Regions from separate parts of the Mus musculus genome. Here region 1 is linked to region 2. The links are chromatin contacts, called in public HiChIP or PLAC-seq maps. All regions are on one chromosome and are shown on one strand. Each heading gives the region's core, a stretch centred on a gene start, on an enhancer-like site or on the middle of the called end of the contact. The rest is flanking DNA. Distances are from core to core; before and after follow the strand shown. Region 1 holds the start of Hdac7 (histone deacetylase 7). Region 2 has its middle 36 kb from the start of Rpap3.

Region 1 (6,533 bases), core at 429-2,928, 160 kb after region 2:
GTACCTAGCTTTTCCAACGCACAGCTCTGAGGGTCTAGCTTGGAAAGGACATCATAAAACTAAAGACAGAGACACAAGCCTCAGCCCCATTGGGTTCAGGACTTGGTCCAATCTCAGTTATCTGGGTACCATACACTGGAACTGCTTTGTGCCTCATTTCCCCCCCAGGAATCACTGTAAAGAAGAAAAGTACTTAGTTACTGAGGGGAGACGTGAGGCTGCAGAGAGCAAGGAGGTTAAGAGTGAAGGATGATTTGCGGCGGATGGAGAAGAGGCTCGGAAGGTTGGCACAGAGGGGAGGCACGACCGCAGCCCATGGGGGTCCTCTTGGGAAGAAATGGGTCACCTAAGTACAAGTTAGAGGATAGAAACCAACCAAAGTGACAGTCTGCAATGGAATTTGAGCAAATCTAGGTAAAAGTCTGGAGGACTAGCTCCTGATTCCAGATGTTGCACTCCCTCCAGGGCCACCGAGGGCCAATGTCCTATTATCACCCTGAAACTTTGGCAGGCAGAACTGGGCCTCAAGCAGATGCTGCGTTGGGATGTGGGAAGGGATACTTAGCAGCAAGCCAACCCCGCCAGATGATGCAGGATGCTTTGGGGGAGTGCTGGACAGCCAGCAAGGATAGTTCAGGGAACCAATGGTCAGCCCTAAGTCGGCCCCAAACCGGCAGCCAGTGAGAAATAAGTGGGACTCATTAAGCGACCTGCATGCAGGACTTAGGTTTTTCTTCCAACTCAATTGGCGGAGAAATCGCAGTGGCGAAAAGACAGTTCAGTTGCCAGATTTGCCCGGGTTCTCATACTTCTCAGTACTATCAGACTGGGGGTGGGTGGGGGTGGGGGGGCTAGATCCAGCTCCCCACCTCCCTACCTCTCTCAGTACTCAGCCTGCGGCCCCCACTTCCCCACGCCTTTAACTGTCCTCACTGCTAGGCTGAACACAGTGTCTGTCTCTCTATGATGGGTGATCAAGGATAAGGGGTGATGCTCAGAGAAATCTCCCAGCCCAGTACCCCTCCAGGGGACGTTTCCCTCAGCTACAGGATCTGAGTAGGGCCCTGCCCAGTTCTACAAGACAGGGGCGCTGATGTCCAGCCCTGCAAGTTCTGCGCCAGTTCAGTGGGTCCTAGCCTTTGCCCTCCCGCTTCCAAACCTTTGGTCCCGGAGCACCGCCCCCTCCCGGGCCTCGGCGGCCGGCCGTGCCTCCCGGATCCCGGGGAGGAGGGTGACGGGACGCCCGGCCCTTGCACAGGCGGCCCCGGGCCTCCCACTGCCTCCCCGGGGCCTGTCGCTGCCCGGGAGCGGGCGGATGTGGGCGCCCCGCAGGAGGCCGGAGCCCTTCGGCCCCGGAACCAGCCGGGGCAGCGAGCGGGCCAGAGCCCGGGCGAGCGGGCGCGGTCCAGGGCGCGCGGAGGACCCGGCCAGCCGGACCGGCCGGAGACCCAGCCGCAGCCGGAGCGGGAGCCGGGGCGAGCAGCGCAGGGTGCCGCGCGCAGGGCGGGGCGGACGGGGAGGGGGTGGCCGCCCGGTACTCACCCGCGCCGGGGCTGTGCATCCAGGGGCCGGGGCCCTCAGAGCCGGGGGCTCATGGCGGGCGGGGGGCCGGGGCGCCGGCCTCACATCCCCCCGGTCGCCGGAGGCTGCAGAGCGACTGTGAGACGGCGAGAGGAAGGGAGGGGGCCGGGAGGGGGAGGGCCCTGGCAGCCTGGCCGGCCGGGTAGGATGACAATGGAAGGAAATGCTTTATCTGAGTCTGAGAGCGGGCCAAGGGGGAGGGGAGGGAGGGGGCCGGCGCTGGCGGCCCTGGGACACACCACCCGGGCTTCGCTCAGCAGCACACAGCCTGGCGGCAGACACCGATCGCGGCGGGGCGCGGCTCACCGCCCGGGAGGCAGCGCCGAACCCGGAACGCGGGACGCGGCCGGACCCGCGCGCGGCCGCGGAAGCCCCAGCCGCCGCGCGGCGCTGCGCCCCGCGCACAATTCCCGGAAACCCAGATACCTGAGTGCACGCACCCGTGCATACACAGCGTACACGGGCGTGCATCCATGTTTACACAAGCCAGGGTGCTTTACGCTTCGGGGAAGGACTCCTGTGCACACATCTACACACTTAAGTCAACGAGGGCAGCGCTACACACAGGGAGAGCAGGGCACGCTTGGAGTCTCGAGCAAGGAATCCCAGACGGACACCCCTGCCCCATCCTAACACACACACACCACACACACACACACACACACACACACACACACACACACGACTCTCCTCAGGAACACTTCAGGATCTGATTTGAACCACTGCCAGTCCAACCCCAGTGGCACCCCCCGCCCCCACTGTCTGCTGAGGGGAGCAGAAGGGTCCAGTCTGTTCCTATTAAAAGAAAAAAAAAAGGGGATGGGGGGTGGTGCAGTTTTCGAAACTTAAAAAAAATTTTTCTCAAGGGATTTCCTTCCATCCTCTCCTCTTCCTCTTCCATTCCTCTCCCTCCACAATGACCCTCCTTTGCCCCCCCACTCCTGGACCCTATGAGTCAAACTTCAGCAATGTGCCCAGTGTCCCCCAGTGCATTACAGCGGATCACAGAAATGTTCCAGTCTGTGAGTCGGAATGCAGCCGCCTCCAGCCCTCCCTCAGCTAATAAACTCAGCTGAGGACTGGCTTTGCACTGAAGCCCTCCCTGCCTCTCCCCCATCTTAGACGGGAGGAGGTCAGATTCAAGGGTCAGGGGCCGAGGACCTTCCCACTGAGTTTCCTGGCTTGGCCTGTCAGTCCTGTTGCCTCCAGCAATTTGGCAGGTCAGAAAACTGGGAAGGGAGAGCGGTCATTCACCAGGAACACTATGCTCCCCTGCCCTTGAGGTGCCCGCCACTGAAAGGCAGCTTCCTTCTGGTCCCAATCTACTCTCTGAGTCCTCGGAACTCCAAGAACCTTTAGAAGGGGAAAATGAGGCAGACCTAGAGATGTGATATCTTGGAAGCCAGAGTCTTGAGTGGCCTAGAGGGACGTTGGCCATGTTGCTAGGTCACACACAGGTCTAGACTCATGTGCCCTTGTTCAGCTGCTAAGTGTAACTCCTCTGTACCTGTTAATGGGTACTACAACCTTGCCCTAGCATCCATGGCCTCTTGCAATGTGGCACCACACACATCCCTGCCCAGTGTCTCCTGGTACTTTGCTCAGAGGTAGTTACCGTTATTACTACCACAGCCAGCCCTGTCAGCTAGCTGTTCATGTCCCCATACTTACCCACTTCCTTGCCTTGGCCTAAGACACTCCCTACAGAGTAAATGCCGCTCTACCTTTCTCCCTTCTGTTGTTGAAATCCCTTCATCTCCTCTGAAATGTTTCACGATTTCTGTAGCCTCAGCCGGAAGGATTTTCTTTCCCTTGAAGGACTCCACCCCAGCACTGATTTTCTCCCAGCCGCACTGACCCTCAGCTGTCTAGTCTATGAGTCTGAATCTCTTCTTTATCACAAGTGTTCAAGGTACCTAGCTTGGAAGCACTGCCTCAGCGTGGCTTCCGAGTTCTTCATTGACTCATGAATATTCATGACCTTCCAAGATCTCCCTCCAGCTAGACATCTCTAATAGACCCTCTGTCGGAAGTTGTCCATTCTGGCTCTGCTAGACACTTCCTCATCCACTGAGCTGTCTTTCCAAACCAGAGCACTCTACTTCCAACGACTTCCGTGAGGGTTACAGACTTCAGGGGAAAAAAGAAACCTGTGTACAGAGGACCCCCAATCTCTCTTGTTATCTCTCTCCTCCTGTAACCGTACATTGCCCCCACATCTTCCTTTCCTAAAGCTGTTTCTGTGCTGAATTTCTTGTTCGTTAATTTCTACTGGCGCAGCATCCGTGCATCTGCTCCTGAAGCTACCTCTTCTCTTCAGTCTAACCACTGACTTCTGAGTGATTGGGATAAAGATGTGTGGCCACCCATCTATGCTCACCACCCGTCTATGCTCACAATGGTCACCTGTGGCTTTCGGTTCACATCAGGACTCACTGCCTGCAAAATGTAGGCAGAGAGGAGACCAGCACTTGCGGTATGTTTCTGGGGTGCTGAGCCAGATGTTTCTGGGATGCTGCCAGAGTTACCTATGACTCCAATATCCCCTGCCTCACAATGGATTCCCAAGCCAATGCTAAGTTCCATGTTCCCTGGTGGCACATGTTAGCCTCCTGGGACCTCTAGAGATAGATATACGACAGAAAAATCCAAGCTACCTCCTTGCTATGATGGCTACCACGGGCAATTTCTCAAGAGCCCTTGCATCCAGACTTCTCACAGCCTGCTCAGCTGAATACCAGGTATAAGAGACAGGCAGACAGGCAGACAGGCAGACAGGCAGACAGGCAGACAGGCAGACAGGCAGAGGTAGAGGCAGAGGCAGGTGGGACTCCATGAGTTCATTATTAGCCTGGTCTACAGAGCTAGTTCCAGGACAGCCAGGGCTACATAGAGAAACTCTGTCAGGGGGGGGGGGGGGTGTATTCGTGGAGGGACTGGTCCTGTAGGATCTGCCATGAGTTGTTCAAAGCTCTCCCTGGGGGTCACTGGACAACAAAAAGCCTGCATACCCCTTTCTGTTTTCTGTCCACTTAAGGCCTCCACATCCTTTTCTTTCCCCTTTCTTCTCTTCTTGCCTTGGTGGGCTACCTTTTACCAAGTGTTTACAAAGAGTCCCACTCTGGCCTTTGGGCAAGTATCAGGTCATTAATTCTTCTTCTATGTTTTGAAGATTTGTTTAGTTTTATATTATGCATACGAGTATTTGGTCTGCAAGCACGTATGCATATATGGTGGTCAAAGAGGACAGTAGAGGTTGTCTGCCCGCCTGGAACCAGGAAGGTTTGTCAGATCCACTGGAACTGTAGTTAATCTACCCATGGTTGTGAGCTTTTATGTGGATATTAGTTACTGAACCCCGGTTCTCTGCAAGAGCAACAAGTGTTCTTAGCCACTGAGCCATCTCTCCAGCTGCTACACACACACACACACACACACACACACACACACACCTGCCATCTCTTAGTCTTAATTATCCTTGTTATGCTCATAAATCGAGTATGGCCCATAAAGGTGAAGAAACCCGACCAAAGTTGCTCAACAACTTAGAAGCCATCTGCTCATTCAACAAATGCTGTTGGGAGCCCACTTAAGACCGAGACTCAAAGTTGCAGAGAAGTAACCTGAGTGTCAAGGCACTAGCAACCAAACCTGTGCGAGCCTTCTACAGGTGCTGACTGCAGCTACCCCAACCTGCACTTACTCTCCCACATGCCTCACAAAGCCAGCCAGGGTGTGCTCACTCCCCAGCCCCACACCCACCCACCCAGTCCGCAGGCAGCAGCATTGCATGGAATTAGGTTGAATCCAGGATCAAGTCCTAACTGCTTTTTGACTTTCAGATTAACAGGGTAGGTTAAGTCTTCAACTTCAAATAAAGGGTTTCCTGGGACTAGAAATAACAAGTAGAAGAAGCAGGCCTAAGAGATGGAACCAGGTTCAGTGGACAGCTTGATGTGCAGGCGTGAGGAGGAGAGTTCGAATCCCCACAACCCATAGAAAAGCTGACAGGTGTGGCAGCTGCCTGTAATCCTAGCATTCTGGAGGCAGAGTCGGGACTCTCTCGGAGGAAGGTGGTCATCGAGCTGGCTAGCTAGCTCCAGGTTCAACAAAAGACCCTGCCTCAATAAACAGAAGCGAAGAGCAGATCCATTAAGGAAGACACCGTGCTACCTTCAGGCCTCTCCATGCACCTGCCGATGTATAAACCTGTACACATATGCACCTACACACATCCAAATACCAGACATGTATGCGTGTGTATTTGTGTGTGTGTGTGTGTGTGTGAGCGCGCGTGCTTGCACATGCATGCGCGTGCTAATGTGCACAGACACACACACACACACACACACACACACCACACACACACACCACAACGCACATATGCATGCACTTGCGCATACATACAAAATAAAATAAAATAAAAAAAGAGACCAAAGAGATGGTTCAGTAGTTAAGAGTGCTCGGGGTCCCTGCAGAGAGCTTGAGTTCAGCTCCCAGAATCCACTCAGGTGGCTCATAACTGCCTGTAACTCCAGGTTCAGGGAGTTCTATAGTTCTCTATACAAACACACACACACACACACACACACACACACACACACACACACACACACACACAAATAAATAAATAAATAAATAAATAAATAAATAAATAAATAAAAGCCTGTGCACCCCGTGCTGCTCAGGAACCCTCCCTTACCTCTCCCTCGGGTACCAATGCTTTAGTGTGCCAAGCAGAGGACAGAAAGAGCAAACAATTTGCCCAAGGCCACAGAGCCAGCAAGTGGCCTGATCCTAATATATCTGACTCGGAGCCTGTGTAACGGCTCCAAACTGGAGAGAAGCTATGCCGCGGTCTCCAGCTCCGGTGTAGCCTGGTTACTTGAGGTTTCTTTTGATCCCTGTTTGTCACTCCCGATAGCCAGTTTTCCGTCTCACTGAGCCCAGTC
Region 2 (6,993 bases), core at 421-2,920:
GGTTATTATCCGGGGTTTTGAGGTTGAAACGTGATAGAGTGTGTACGTAAGGGCAAAATAAAATTTCCCGTACGCACTGCCTCGAAAAAGAAAAAAGAAACAAAACAAAACCCGAAACTCGGTTGGCGCACGTCAGACCCACTTCCTGCCTTCTTTCTCTTTCAGGGCTTTGTCTTTTCAAGATTCTCCCATTGTTAAGGACGTGGAATTTCCTCGGCCTCAGCCTCCCAAGTGCTGGGATTAAAGGCTTGTGCCATCACTGCCCTCCAGCATATTAACAGCCCGACAGTCACCAGAGACATTTAGCCACTGTCCAACCGCACCACCTTCAGCGCCGTTAAAAAGGAGCCTTTTCACCGGCTCCTTCCCACCTGTATTTTCAGGATATTTCTTCCTTTTCAAAGTCCACTATGATGTTTATTTTAAACCGGGGGTTGGGGTGGAGGTATGTACTGAAATATATTGGGGGTTTGCTTCTTCAAAACACCCTCCAAGTCTCTGGAAAGACCTGATACACATCTACTTTGGGGTGGGCAGACAGCGTGCCAGCCTAGCCACGACTGGACACTGGTCGTGAGCCTCGAGCTGTGCGCCTGTCTGGGCAAGGCACCAGGAACTCAGCTTCTCTGTCTGACCTGCCTATGGCCCAAGGGCAGGGTGAGTCCCACAGCCCTCTCTGTGTGCTGGCTTTTTAGCTGTACCGCCATCATGGCTGGCACGGATGTTAGCTGTACCACCATCGTGATGGATGTACACGGATGCAGCCTCTGTGAGATGCCTCTTGTGTAAATGAGAGAACGAGCTGTTTCTGTCACAGCCCCCAATGTCCACCCCCACCCCACCCTACCCGGGACTCACTTTGTCCTTTTTCTGAATAACACATTCAAAAGTCATATCCTAATTTTTACTATTTATATCTGATACTAATCTTGTTTGTCAACTTGACTGTACCTAGAATCAGCCAAAACCCAGGCTACCGGCATTCTTGTGAGGAATTTTCTTCTTTTTTTTTTTTTAATATTTATTTATTTATTTATTTATTTATTTATTTATTTATTTATATGTAAGTACACTGTAGCTGCCTTCAGACACTCCAGAAGAGGGAGTCAGATCTCATTACAGATGGTTGTGAGCCACCATGTGGTTGCTGGGACTTGAACTCAGGATCTTAGGAAGAGCAGTCAGCGCTCTTAACTGCTGAGCCATCTCTCCAGCCCATGAGGAATTTTCTTAATCAGATTATTTGAAGCAGAAAGGCCCACCCTGAATCTGAGCTACAATTCTGGTGGCAGCCTGCATAAAGGACACAGAAGAAGGAAACTTTGCTCTCCTGGGCAAGCTCATCTATCTTGTTGCTGCTGGCATTCAATCCAACTTCTTTAGGTTCTCAACACAGACTGAAAGCCAGCAGCTCTTCAGATCCTCCAGGACTCCAATATACATATATGTATATACATGCATGTGCGTGCACATGCACACGCACACACGCGCACATGTGTGTGTGTGTGTGTATTCATTCTGACTAATGCAACACACTAAAGACTTACAAATTCAGCAGTCCATCTTACTAAGAAATTAAATTCACTTTCATGGTTGCTAACAAATGTGGACAAAATGTGCTGCTATTTTCTGAATGGCCAGCAGGTGGCAGTAATGCCAACAGAACGCCAACAGCCAGCCTGGGAAACTCTAGCTGTTGTGTCTTTGTGTTCTCAAGGTCAGCTTTTGTCACCGAGTGAAACAGAAGAAAGAACATAGACGTCTAAATCGTGGTAGCCTCTGCATGACCCCCAGGACAACCTGTTCTCCTCTTATTTTCTGAGTTTAAACATTATATGCAAAGCTCCGGGTCCAGTGACTAACACACGGTTGGAGCAATAACACGTTATGATTAAGTCCATTTGAAGTGGTGTGACCCACAAAAGAGAGCTCTACCGAGAAACAGAAATGCAAATCGTGTTCTTTCTCACTCAGTGTTCAAAACACGTTTGAGAGGAGTGGCTCTCTGAACATGATCTTATACAAGAGAATTGAACTAATACTCCTTAACAATGAGAAAAGGTCTTTAATGTTCAGGCAAGGGCTTTGTGCACGTTCAAAGGCTCTCCGTCTGGAGACCCCATTCCACGGCATTTGGATTCCTTCATTGTTCTCTTGTTTCGTGAATATCTAACTAAGCACTGCCCTGTGGAAGCCACTTTCTGCATAACCTCATAACCACACAGAGAGCAGATTCTTCCTAGTCCCCACTCGCCTTTGCTCAGGTTTGCTTTAAAAATAATAAACAATTAAGCGGCTTAGAAGCAAGCATTCTGTTCTGGGGGCTGAAAAGAAAAGATCGTGATACTGTAGACGCGGTGCTTGGGGAAGGTCCATCTGGTCACTGATACTACCATGGGCCCCGTGATTGGTGAAGGTCCCTCTGGTCATAGATGCTGTGACCCCGTGCCTGGTGAAGGTCCTATTGGTCACTAATGCTCCAATCTGGTGCCTGGTGAGGGTCCTGTTGTGTCTGGCCAGTAGATCACAACCTGGGTTCTAGCCTGGAAAGGCATTTTGGAAACCTGGAAGAGAAGAGGGGCTAGGCGGCGAGAGAAAGAAATGCAGCTTAGACAGGCATTCTGATCAAAGCTCAATTTTACTGTTCTGCACGCAGTTATGAAGCAGGGGAAGGGGGCCCAATTCCCGCCAAATAATCTCGGGGTCCAGTAGCAAAGCGGCAGGTTCCAGCGGTGGGCGTGGCAGAAAGATTGAGCAGGAAGCTCCACCCCCGAGCAAGCAGGTTTCAGGCTGGGGGAGGGGAGACTACAGGGTCCCTCTCCTCTGGTCCCAGATGCTGTGACCCCATGCCTGATGCAGGTCCCTCTGACTGCAGGCAACCATCTTGCTGCATTCCCGCAGTGTAGAGGGAGAGGGTAAGCTCAAGAGAGGAAGAGGAAGCCCTCTCCTCTCCTCTCCTCTCCTCCCCTCCCCTCCCCTCCCCCTGCCCTCCCCTCCCCTCCCCTCCCCTCCCCTCCCCTCTCCCCTCCTCTCCCCTCCTCTCCTCTCCCCTCCTCTCCTCTCCCCTCCTCTCCTCTCCTCTCCTCTCCCCTCCTCCCCTCCACTCTCCTCTCTCCTCTCCCCTCCCCTCCTCTCCCCTCTCCTCTCCTCTCCCCTCCCCTCCCCTCCTCCCCTCTCCCCTCCTCTCCTCTCCTCTCCTCTCCTCTTCCCTCCTCTCCCCTCCTCCCCTCTCCTCTCCTCTCCTCTCCTCTCCTCTCCTCTCTCCTCTCCTCTCCTCTCCCCTCCTCTCCCCTCCCCTCTTCTCCCCTCTCCTCCTCTCCCCTCCCCTCCCCTCCCCTCCCCTCCCCTCTCCTCTCCTCTCCTCTCCTCTTCTCCTGTCCTAAGAGCACTAGTCTCATCAATCTAGCCTTGTGACAGATCATCCATCTCCCAGAGGCTCCATCTCCAAATGCTACACACTGAGGCTCTGGGGTTTTAATGTACAGATCTGAGGTGGATATAAGCATTCAATCCATGCACTTAAAGCCTCTACATTTAAAGACCAGGCCTGATTTTGAAAAAAAAAAAAAAAGGCCGTAAGGCACCAGCTCCAGGAACAAACTGTAAGTCCCAGAAATTAGGTGATAAGACCATCAGCTCCAGAGACGGACCCTAAAATCCAGAACAGGATCATAAAACCCCCTCCCAAAGGAGACTTCTACAGTCCTTCCAAAAGCAGGTCTGCCGCAGCAAAACCCCACTATGCTGGTATTAGCTTGTCTTAGTTAGGGCTTCTAAAGGGAGCAGGGGAGGAAAGAGTTTATTCCGCTCACACGTTCTCATAGTTGGCCATCATCAAGGGAAGCCAGGACACAAGCTCACACAGGGCAGGAACCTGGAGGCAGGGACTGATGCAGAGGCCATGGAGGGTGCTGCTTACTGGCTTGCTCCTCATGGCTTGCTCAGCCTGCTTTCTGATAGAACCCAGGACCCCTCAGCCCAGGGGTTTCCCCAGCTACAGTGGACTGGGCCCTCTCCCATTGATCACCAATTGAGAAAATGCCCTACAGCTGGATCCCATGGAGCCATTTTCTCAGCTGAGGCTCCCTCCTCTCTGATGACTCTGGGCTGTGTCGAGCTGACATAAAAGCAGCCAGCACACCCTACAACCTGAATGCGGCCTCGCTCACCAAAATGTGTGAGAACTTCTCCATGCCCAGGAACCTGGACCAGCCACACTGTGGCTCTGAGCAAGTCCCGAGGGGGAGGGGCAGGATGGAAAATAAAGAGATAACAAAGGGAAAGAGTCAAAAGCTGGGGTCAGGAGGGCTGAGGGGCTGAAGACCCAGGCCAGCAAGTTTATTAACGGTACAGTTCTTTTATTCCTCAAACAGAGGGTGAAGAATGTCAGATGGTAGAATTATAGGGTGCTCAAAATATCCCAAATTCCACTTTGGCAAGGTACATTATGGGATGGCAAACAAAGCATTTCACACCTCAGTGTCTGCAACATTCAGTCACATACACACACGTGAGGAAAATGCCAAGTGCCAGTTCCTGGATTACTGTCCTTGCCCGCCCCAGGCCCTAGCATCCATCCATAGTGTGCCTTGCATGGCACAACCCTGGATTGGCTGATGGCAGGATGCCCACGTCCTATCATCAGGGCCTCTGGACAGTCTTCAATCCAGCCTAGCCCACGACAGTTCCCCAGGATCCTAGTTACTTTCCTAATAAAAAAAGACTTTGACAGAAGAAACATCTGAGAAAGAAGACAATGGGTCTTTCTCCATGTCCGCAGTCCAGGAGCCCAGGCTGGGAATGGTGCAACCGACAGTGGGTGGAGCTTCCTGGCTCAAATAATGCAACCAAGATAATCTCCCTGGGGCATGCTCAGAGGCTGGCCCATCTCCCAGATGACTCTAGATTTCATGTTGGAAGTTGAAATGAACCATCACTAGCCTCCCGCAGTCTTCAAAGACCACGGTATCTGATGATACACTATGAGGACCTGACCAGGAAGACAAAGGTCTATTTCCTAATTTTTATTTTATGTGTGTGTGTGTGTGTGTGTGTGTGTGTGTGTGTGTGGTGTGCGTGTGTGTTGCACTGTGGAGGTTCAGAGGCACTCCTGTGGGAGTCAGTTCTCTTCTTCCACTCCATGGGTTCTGGGTATCGAACTCAGGTCATCAGACTTGGCTGCAAGTACCTTTACCCACAGAGCCATCTCGCCAACCCTTGTATCCTAGGCATTACCCTGAACAGACAGACATACAGCCCACTGGATGCGGAACACCAAGTACTGAGCTCTTCTCACCAGTCAGTGGCTGAAAGGTTTTTGCTCTGCTTGGAGAGAAACCATGGGTAGACAAGAAACTCTTCAAATATGAACTTCTAGAACTTTCTCACCCCCTTGAGACTTAACAGCTGCAAGGGACTAGAGTGGGCAAGTGATATAGGAACGAGCAATGGCCTCTAATATGGCAGCTCTCGTGGAAGTCTACATACCAGAACCATTGCCCTCCCTGTACCTATAGATCGGCTACAGGGACCCTTGGCTACGGCAGCCAGTGGCACAGGTCTCAGCCTCAAGGATGTGTGTCCTTTGGAACTCTTGGCAAGAAGCGATGCAGATTGTCTTCTCTGGCTTCTCCCAGTCTGCTCTCTCCCCATCTGCCATCTTTTGTTTGTTCTCTTCTTCCTCCTTGGCCTCTTACACTCCTCAAAGGCTATTTGGTTGTTAGTGCCCACTGTGATCACTCGAGAGTACTTGCTTCTTGGAGACAGCCTGTGAGAGCCAGGGTATACAGCTGAGGCACCTGCCTCTACTCAAGGTCTGAGGCATCTAGAGGGCCATTCGGGAACTGGACGCTGAGCATGGCTGGGATGAGTCAGGCATCCTCTGCCACAGGGAGCAGGGACTCAATGGACAGGTGGGATTTCTGGGCAGAATCAATGCAATATGAGGCACCACACGGGAGGCACAGAGGGATTTGATCCCAGGGGATATTGCTAGTACAGAGTCCTCTGACGACTGATGCTTCTGCACCTGTCGCATGACCACAGGCCTCTAAGGCTTATGTACCGCCAATCTTCCGCACCCAAACATCAGTTGTCAGTACTTTGTTCTAGAGAGCCAGGTATGAGGCTCATGAGCTGGGCAGCATCAAGTCCTAGTGTGGGGTGCTTATGGGCATCTGTGGTTTTCAGCTGTCAAGCTATGAGGCAGCGAGTGTGGTATCGATACTGTTAGGTTCCCAGTGGGCACCTGCAGGACCCTCGCCTGTCAAGTCAAGGCCCAAGGCCTGAGCTTTTCCAACCATCAAGCTGCTACTTGAAACCAGAGCCAAGGCTGCTGCTCAGCCTACTGTCAAACCCTGCCTACTGCCAGTCTCCATGGTAACCACCCTTCTCTGTTTCTCCTTCTCTGTCACCAGCTCAGCCTGCGCTCTCAAGAGCAGGCAAAGAAAAGGCCACAAAGAGACGTCTATAAGACCTGATGTGGCAACACCAAGGGAGATGGCACAGAGGGTTCCCTAGGCAACTTCCAGCAAGCCTCACTGCCTATCCACACTATCCAAGAAGGGGTGCTTAAACCAGTCACAGCCTGACACTTGTCGTCATAGTCCCTCGGGAAGTGGTTCATCTAGGCTACAGTCACAGAACACACTGTTTCTAACAGCCTTGGCAGAGGCTGTGTCTTCAGGTGCCAAGGCAATCAGCGCCTTTCACTGCCATCTTTTATATCGTTGTATCAAGGGATCCACGGAGTATTCCAGATGGCTGGCGCTGGCACAGGGGAGTCAGGCTGGTGGATGGACTCAAGGCAGTGCAGGGCTGCACAAGAGTCCGAGAACTGCTCATTAGACACTCAGATGACCCTGTTCCCAGCGCTGGTGCTATGGGGAAACGAAGGAAGGCGTGCTCGCAAATATAAACTGAAAGAGCTTAGTACCTACAGTGCTTCAGACAGGCTGAGTGCCCAGACACAGGCGGGTCCTTGCTCTGTCTCAC

The links. HiChIP or PLAC-seq counts read pairs in DNA pulled down with a chosen protein or histone mark.
Region 1: a contact with region 2 is called in a BATF HiChIP or PLAC-seq map of CD8 T cells, with 11 read pairs. The contact joins the promoter of Hdac7 here to the enhancer-like site in region 2. A contact is called at or near these places in 2 of 39 promoter capture datasets (embryonic stem cells and pre-B cells), 5 of 15 datasets of contacts at CTCF or cohesin (CD8 T cells, the G1E-ER4 cell line, the NIH/3T3 cell line and 2 more), 37 of 484 Hi-C or Micro-C datasets (B cells, the Ba/F3 cell line, CD4 T cells and 19 more), 14 of 115 datasets of contacts at active chromatin or transcription factors (the 230-238 cell line, CD8 T cells, the SCID.adh cell line and 8 more) and 2 of 9 other capture datasets (adipose tissue and liver).

The regions. Positions count from the first base shown.
Region 1 is chr15:97,829,817-97,836,349 of GRCm38.p6, forward strand. It overlaps Hdac7 (histone deacetylase 7), which reads right to left and starts at 1,679. Exons shown (of 25, transcript NM_001378971.1): 1 at 1,543-1,679. The coding sequence starts at 1,561. Gm33636 (a long non-coding RNA gene) reads left to right here and starts at 870. Exons shown (of 4, transcript XR_001781759.2): 1 at 870-1,489.
Region 2 is chr15:97,665,926-97,672,918 of GRCm38.p6, forward strand. No RefSeq gene overlaps it. Among named protein-coding and RNA genes, the nearest start is that of Rpap3, 36 kb to the right of the region's middle. Within about 2 kb of position 1,671, at least 56 of the 459 cell types and tissues checked have an H3K27ac peak or open chromatin away from gene starts, as enhancers often do. A contact at or near this core is called in the Ba/F3 cell line, CD8 T cells, the N1E-115 cell line and 8 more, where this site is marked.